Linked DNA regions of Anas platyrhynchos: region 1 is linked to region 2. Evidence: chromatin contacts called from public Hi-C data. All regions are on one chromosome and are shown on one strand. Each heading gives the region's core, a stretch centred on a gene start, on an enhancer-like site or on the middle of the called end of the contact. The rest is flanking DNA. Distances are from core to core; before and after follow the strand shown. Region 1 overlaps GATA4 (GATA binding protein 4). Region 2 holds the start of CTSB (cathepsin B).

The links. Hi-C and Micro-C count contacts between places; a contact is called where the count stands out from the background.
Region 1: a Hi-C map of skeletal muscle shows a contact between it and region 2, with 3 times the contacts expected there. The contact joins the enhancer-like site here to the promoter of CTSB in region 2. A contact is called at or near these places in 4 of 8 Hi-C or Micro-C datasets (liver, skeletal muscle and subcutaneous adipose tissue).

Annotation. Positions count from the first base shown.
Region 1 is chr3:117,454,068-117,456,767 of IASCAAS_PekinDuck_T2T, reverse strand. It overlaps GATA4 (GATA binding protein 4), which reads left to right. Exons shown (of 7, transcript XM_072036557.1): 5 at 311-398; 6 at 666-808; 7 at 1,907-2,700. The coding sequence ends at 2,089. Among named protein-coding and RNA genes, the nearest start is that of NEIL2, 4.8 kb to the right of the region's middle. Within about 2 kb of position 1,342, at least 3 of the 8 cell types and tissues checked have an H3K27ac peak or open chromatin away from gene starts, as enhancers often do. A contact at or near this core is called in subcutaneous adipose tissue, where this site is marked.
Region 2 is chr3:117,419,185-117,421,884 of IASCAAS_PekinDuck_T2T, reverse strand. It overlaps CTSB (cathepsin B), which reads right to left and starts at 1,275. Exons shown (of 10, transcript XM_072036558.1): 1 at 1,114-1,275.

The DNA of each region.
Region 1 (2,700 bases), core at 93-2,592, 35 kb before region 2:
GCATTGTCCAGAAAGACAGCTTCAGCTCTGAGTTCAACAAGAAAGTAAACCAGATGGGCTGCTGCTCCCTTCTGGCCTTAAAACAATCTCTCAGTACCTATGTTGTAAAAACCCATCTAGTCCCACCTTGTAGCTTTGACATCTCTCTTCACACAGCGGTGTTGACCTGTGACTTTGGGTTCTGTTTTGTTGTTGTTTGCTATTAAATCAGATAATTTTTCATGGGGTCAATGAGGTAGAGCTGGAACCGTGTTCTACATGACCATATGGAGATACAGAAACCAACGTGCTTTTATATTTGGGTCCACAGGTTCCACGGCCTTTAGCGATGAGAAAAGAGGGCATTCAAACAAGGAAGCGTAAGCCGAAGAACCTTAACAAAACAAAGACGCCAGCAGGTAAGTGCTGAACAAGGGAGTTTATTGCATCTATGCATGTGTGCTTGTGCTTCTGGCCATTTGGATTTATGTCCCAAGTCCAACACCCAATCACTAAATGGGCTGTGTCTTAAAAATGGGGAATGTCTGAATGCTTTTCAGCAGTAACAAAGCCTTTTCTGTTATTTTTTTAACCATTTTTTTAAACTTTGGGTGGGTGGGTGGGTACAGATCTGCACTGCTCTAGGTCCTCGGGAAGAGCCTGGCTTACCCCTCACTTTCTCACAGGTCCGTCCAGCAGTGAGAGTCTTACCCCGACCACCAGCTCCACCAGTAGCAGCAGCAGTGCCACGACCACCGAGGAAATGCGCCCCATAAAAACAGAACCAGAGCTCTCATCTCACTACGGGCACCCCAGCCCCATTTCTCAGGTACGCAGGGTGGTGGGACAGAGTGGGGAACTAGGATGGGAGAAATGGTGAGGGGAGTATCCTCAAAACCTCCTCTATAGTAAAAGGTTTCCTCTTTTCAAGCCAGGGGTCTAGGGTTTCACAGCTGGAGATCAATTCTTGGGGACAGGGTAAAAAACACACGTTTTTGTCATCGTGTTTAGCGCACTGTGGCTTTTTAATGACATGTAGCAGTTCTGAATGGACAACAAGAGGTAGCAGCCTTGATGAAAAAATGAGATTCCTTCTAGTTGGGCAGCTGTATGGGCAAGAAAATTTCCCTGTATATGACTCTATTTGATTTGTCTTGAGCAAGGAAAAACTTGGCAATACTCTACTTCATCTACACTTGCTGGCTGTGTGTTGAACGATATGAGAAATGCAGCATGAAAATAAACTCACGTAGCCCAAATTTAAGTCCCTGTGAAGGTAAAGCGAGCCAGCGTGATGGCAGAGAGCTGCAGGGTGAGCGGGTGCTGTGTGCCACATCCACCGCTAGATGTCTTGGGACGAGCCCTTCCTTCAGCAAGGAGTGCGTCCTGCTGAGCAGCACCCGCAGCTGGGAGCTGATCCTTGCGGGGTTTAATAACTGTGCCTTGGTTGAGGGTTCCCATGGCACAGCACAGCTAAGAGACAGTGGTGTGTGGTAGTTGCTTCCCCCTTGGGTTCATACGGGGAGCTGCAGTGTTTAAACAAAATGGGGAAAAAAAAAAAAAGGCATTGTTGGGCTGGGCTGATCCTGCACCTGCAACGCTTTGCGGCGCTGTTGTTGTGTGTCCTGCAGTCCACAGGAGGGCATTTGTAAGCTAGGAGTGCCCGAAGCCGATGAAATCTCAAGCCTTGGGGGGTAAAATGATCGTTTTTCTGTCATTTAGAAGAGAACGCTATGTCCCATGTGCAGAAATAGTAAAGAGCAGGGTCTAGAAAAAGGAAAGCCCAAAGCATCACATCTAAGCTTCAAACTCTAGCAAATCCTCATATGTGTTATTAATGTGGCACCAGCCCTACATACAGAGAATCACAGGGTCCTCAATGTTTTTTTGTTTGTTTGTTGTTTACGGGATTTTCCTTTTCCCGTAGGCATTCTCAGTCTCTGCCATGTCTGGACACGGATCTTCAATTCACCCTGCGATTTCAGCCCTGAAGCTTTCCCCGCAGGCTTACCAGTCAGCCATCAGCCAGTCTCCGCAAACCAGCTCCAAACAGGACTCCTGGAACAGCCTGGTCTTAGCCGAAAACCATGGGGACATCATTACTGCATAACCTGGTCTTCCACCCAGAGACTTCAGGCTGACCAGCTCGAGAGACGAAGAAGATGCCACGTAATAATCAAGTCAATGTTGTTTCCCACCTCCCCTGCTCTCCTGCCTTCTCTCCCCTTTCGAGATGTTCCAGCAAAGAGGTAAAGAGGACTTCTTTGAGGTGTATTAGAGCTCTTACAAAAGAAACCAAGACTCAAATCTCAAAGTAACTAATGGATTTGAAGCCTTTCCCCCCCTTTCAACAAGCCTCTCTTTGTTAGATTGTCACCACCTTCTACGAAATAGTCAGAAACACAAGGATGGACAAAGGTTTGGGGTTTTATTTAAAAACGTTTGCCATTTGAGACTTAGACAATGGTGGCACAGTGACTTTTTTTTTTTCTTCTGTCACCATCCATTTGTTTCCCGGCCAGAGGAAATGCCGTCACCTTCTCATGACCGAAATTCAGTGATCTTCCACCAAATGGAGCCAGATTCAGGACAGTTTGGTGAACAGACTCCAGGAGACATGCTGTGGTGTTTTTAGTGGACTCGATATGAAAAAAAAAAAAAGCCCCCTTCCTCATCCTCACCTCACGTGCCTAGAGCATTACCTTAATTCTCCTAGATGGT
Region 2 (2,700 bases), core at 26-2,525:
GCGTCAGTCCCATCTCGGCGGGCATTTCCCCGCCCTCCTGGCTCAGTCAGAACAGAAACCACACCAAAACAGGCTGCTGGAGCCAGCACCCACTTCGGGCAGCTCAGGCCCTGAGATAAGTCAGAGCCCTGAAGCACCTCGTCTCGCCCCGAGCCCTCCGGGCATCTAGGGTGGCACCCGCCCTTATCCAAGGGGGTGAGGAAGATAAAAGCTGGCCCACCCCTTACAGCTGTGATACCCCCCAGCCCTCGGGGGCAGGAGGTGCTGAGCAAAGCCCTGGTCATGCGCTTTCCTCCAGCCTTTTGCCCCAAATGAGCTTTGTCCTTTGTTCTGGAGCCACAACAAAGCTGAGGGTCGGGACACGGAGCTGGCCAGCCCAGCTGGGTGAGCTTGGTGGCCCTGGGGCAGGCACCAGCCCCGTGGCGTGGTGACTCCATTCCACCTATGACTGCGTTAGGAGAATTGGATTTGGTTTTCGGCCTTTTTTGGGGGGGAAAAAAAATAATATATATATATATATATATATATATATATATATATATATATATATATATAATGCGTCAGCCGCTCATCCCCACACCCAGCCCTTCCCAGGAAAGCCGAGCCGCTGGCACAGGCTGGATACCTGGCCAAATGGGAAGGGCAGCTTGATGCAAGCAGCCACGCTCACCTCTCCATCCCAAAGCCATGGGATGGGCGAGGGTCCCCCTAAATGGCCACCCTCATCCCCATCCCAATCCTTGTCCCCATCCCCATCTCCGTCCCCATCCCCAGCCCCGTCCCCATTTTCCGTCCCCATCCCCAGCAAGGCAAACATCGCAGGACATTCCCCATCGCCCTTCAGCCAAAACCCCCTCACCTTCTGCTCACCTGTTAGGAAATCAGGAAATCGGGGCGTCCTCCCCCTCCCTACCCCCCCTGCCCTTCCCCTGCCCTTCCCCCTTGCGCCAGCATCCCTCCGGAACCCCCAGCCCCAAAACCAAGCTGGAAAAACAAGCGCAGCTGCCAGCCCTGCCCCTGAATCCGCTGAAAACCCTCAGCACGGAGCCCCCCAAAGCCCCCCAAAGGCTGAACCCGTCCCTTCCCCGTGTCCTTCCCCCCCCAGGTCCTCACCGTCCCCTGTTGCGCTCCCGCTGCTCGCCCCGGCCCCGCTGCGCGAAGGGGCAGCTCCGGGCGGCTGAGTCACGGGCAGGCGGCTCCTTCTCTGCCCCTGCCCCTTTTGCCAGCCCCTGCCCCTTTCCCTGCCCCTTTCCCCTTCCCTGCCCGCCCACTGCTGCTCCCCGCCTCCGCTCCCCCGTGCGCCCTTCCTGCAGGCTGCTCTCCTCCTCTTCCTCCTCCTCCTCCTGCTCCTCCTCTTTCTCCTCCTCCTCCTCCTCCTCCGGCCCTCCTCCACCCTGCCTCCAACCCATCTTCATCCAAGCCGTTTCTCACCCCCATCCTGCCTAATTCCCTCCTCCAACCTTCCCAATTCCCTTCTGCAGCCTGCCTGCGACCTCTTCTCCTGCCTCCATCCCTTTCGCTTTCCTCCTCCGTCCTGCTTCCATCCAACCTGCTTCCCTCCTCCATCCCACCTCCATATCACCTCTATTCCACCTCCTTCCCATCCTCTTCTCACTGCCATCCCACCTCCATCCCACCTCCATCCCACCTCCATATCACCTCCATCCTATCTCCATCCCACCTCCATCCTATCTCCACGTATAAAACACACATACATACATTTTTCTCAGCCCTCTCTGGGAGAAAGTGGGGATACAACAAATTCCCCGCGAGCAGGAGCAGGGAGCAGATGCTCAGCCCTGCACACACCGCAGGACGGATGCCACGAGCTTGGCAATAAACTGCAATACACCAACAACTTCTCCAATAAACACTGCACAAACAATGGGGCATGTCCTTAAGTGTGTTTATGCTTCAATACACTGTGGGCAAAGGCCCTTGGACCAGCAGCTTCCTTTCAATATAATCTTTAACCAGCAAAGCCAGCCTTGGCCGTGTTTTTCTCCGTGCTTTGGAAGTGAAAATCATCGCCAAAAAGCAAATAAATCCCTCGTGGCCTGCCCACGCTCAGACTCTCCTCACACAGCAATCCTGGCACGGTCCTTGGTTGCTTTTGCAGATATTTCCTGGCTTATTTATTTTGCCTTGCTCTGGGGTCTTTGGGCTCTCCTTTTTGATCCTCCCAGAGCAGCCACTTGGTTTTTGGCAAATGTTTCGTTGTCTTTTTCAAGAACTGAAAGCACAAAGTAGGGCTTTGCATGGGGAGCTGGCCTCTCCTCTGAGGAAGTGATGAAGTCGCCGTTCCTTTTTTTCAGTCCATTTGGGCAGCAGAAATGTCCATTTTTGAGGTGGGTTCTTTTGGTAAACGAAACTGAATCCAGCCCAGAAAGGTTCTCAATTAGAGATGCTTTCCAAGGAGCCTATAAATCCTTCATGTGCCCAAATCAGGCAGGGAAGAAAACATCATTATTATTATTATTATTATTATTATTATTATTATTATTATTATTATTATTATTATTATTATTATTATTATTATCTTGCTCTTGCAGGGCTTTTTAGAATATCAGAGAAAAAGATGTTTGCTCTGGTTGTGGCAAGCTTCAGCCTTTGGAGCAAAATCCACCACTACAGGAGCGAGATAAGGAAACCAGCAGGAGGTCTTGGGCAACCTGCTCTTATCTCTCAGATAACCTGCCT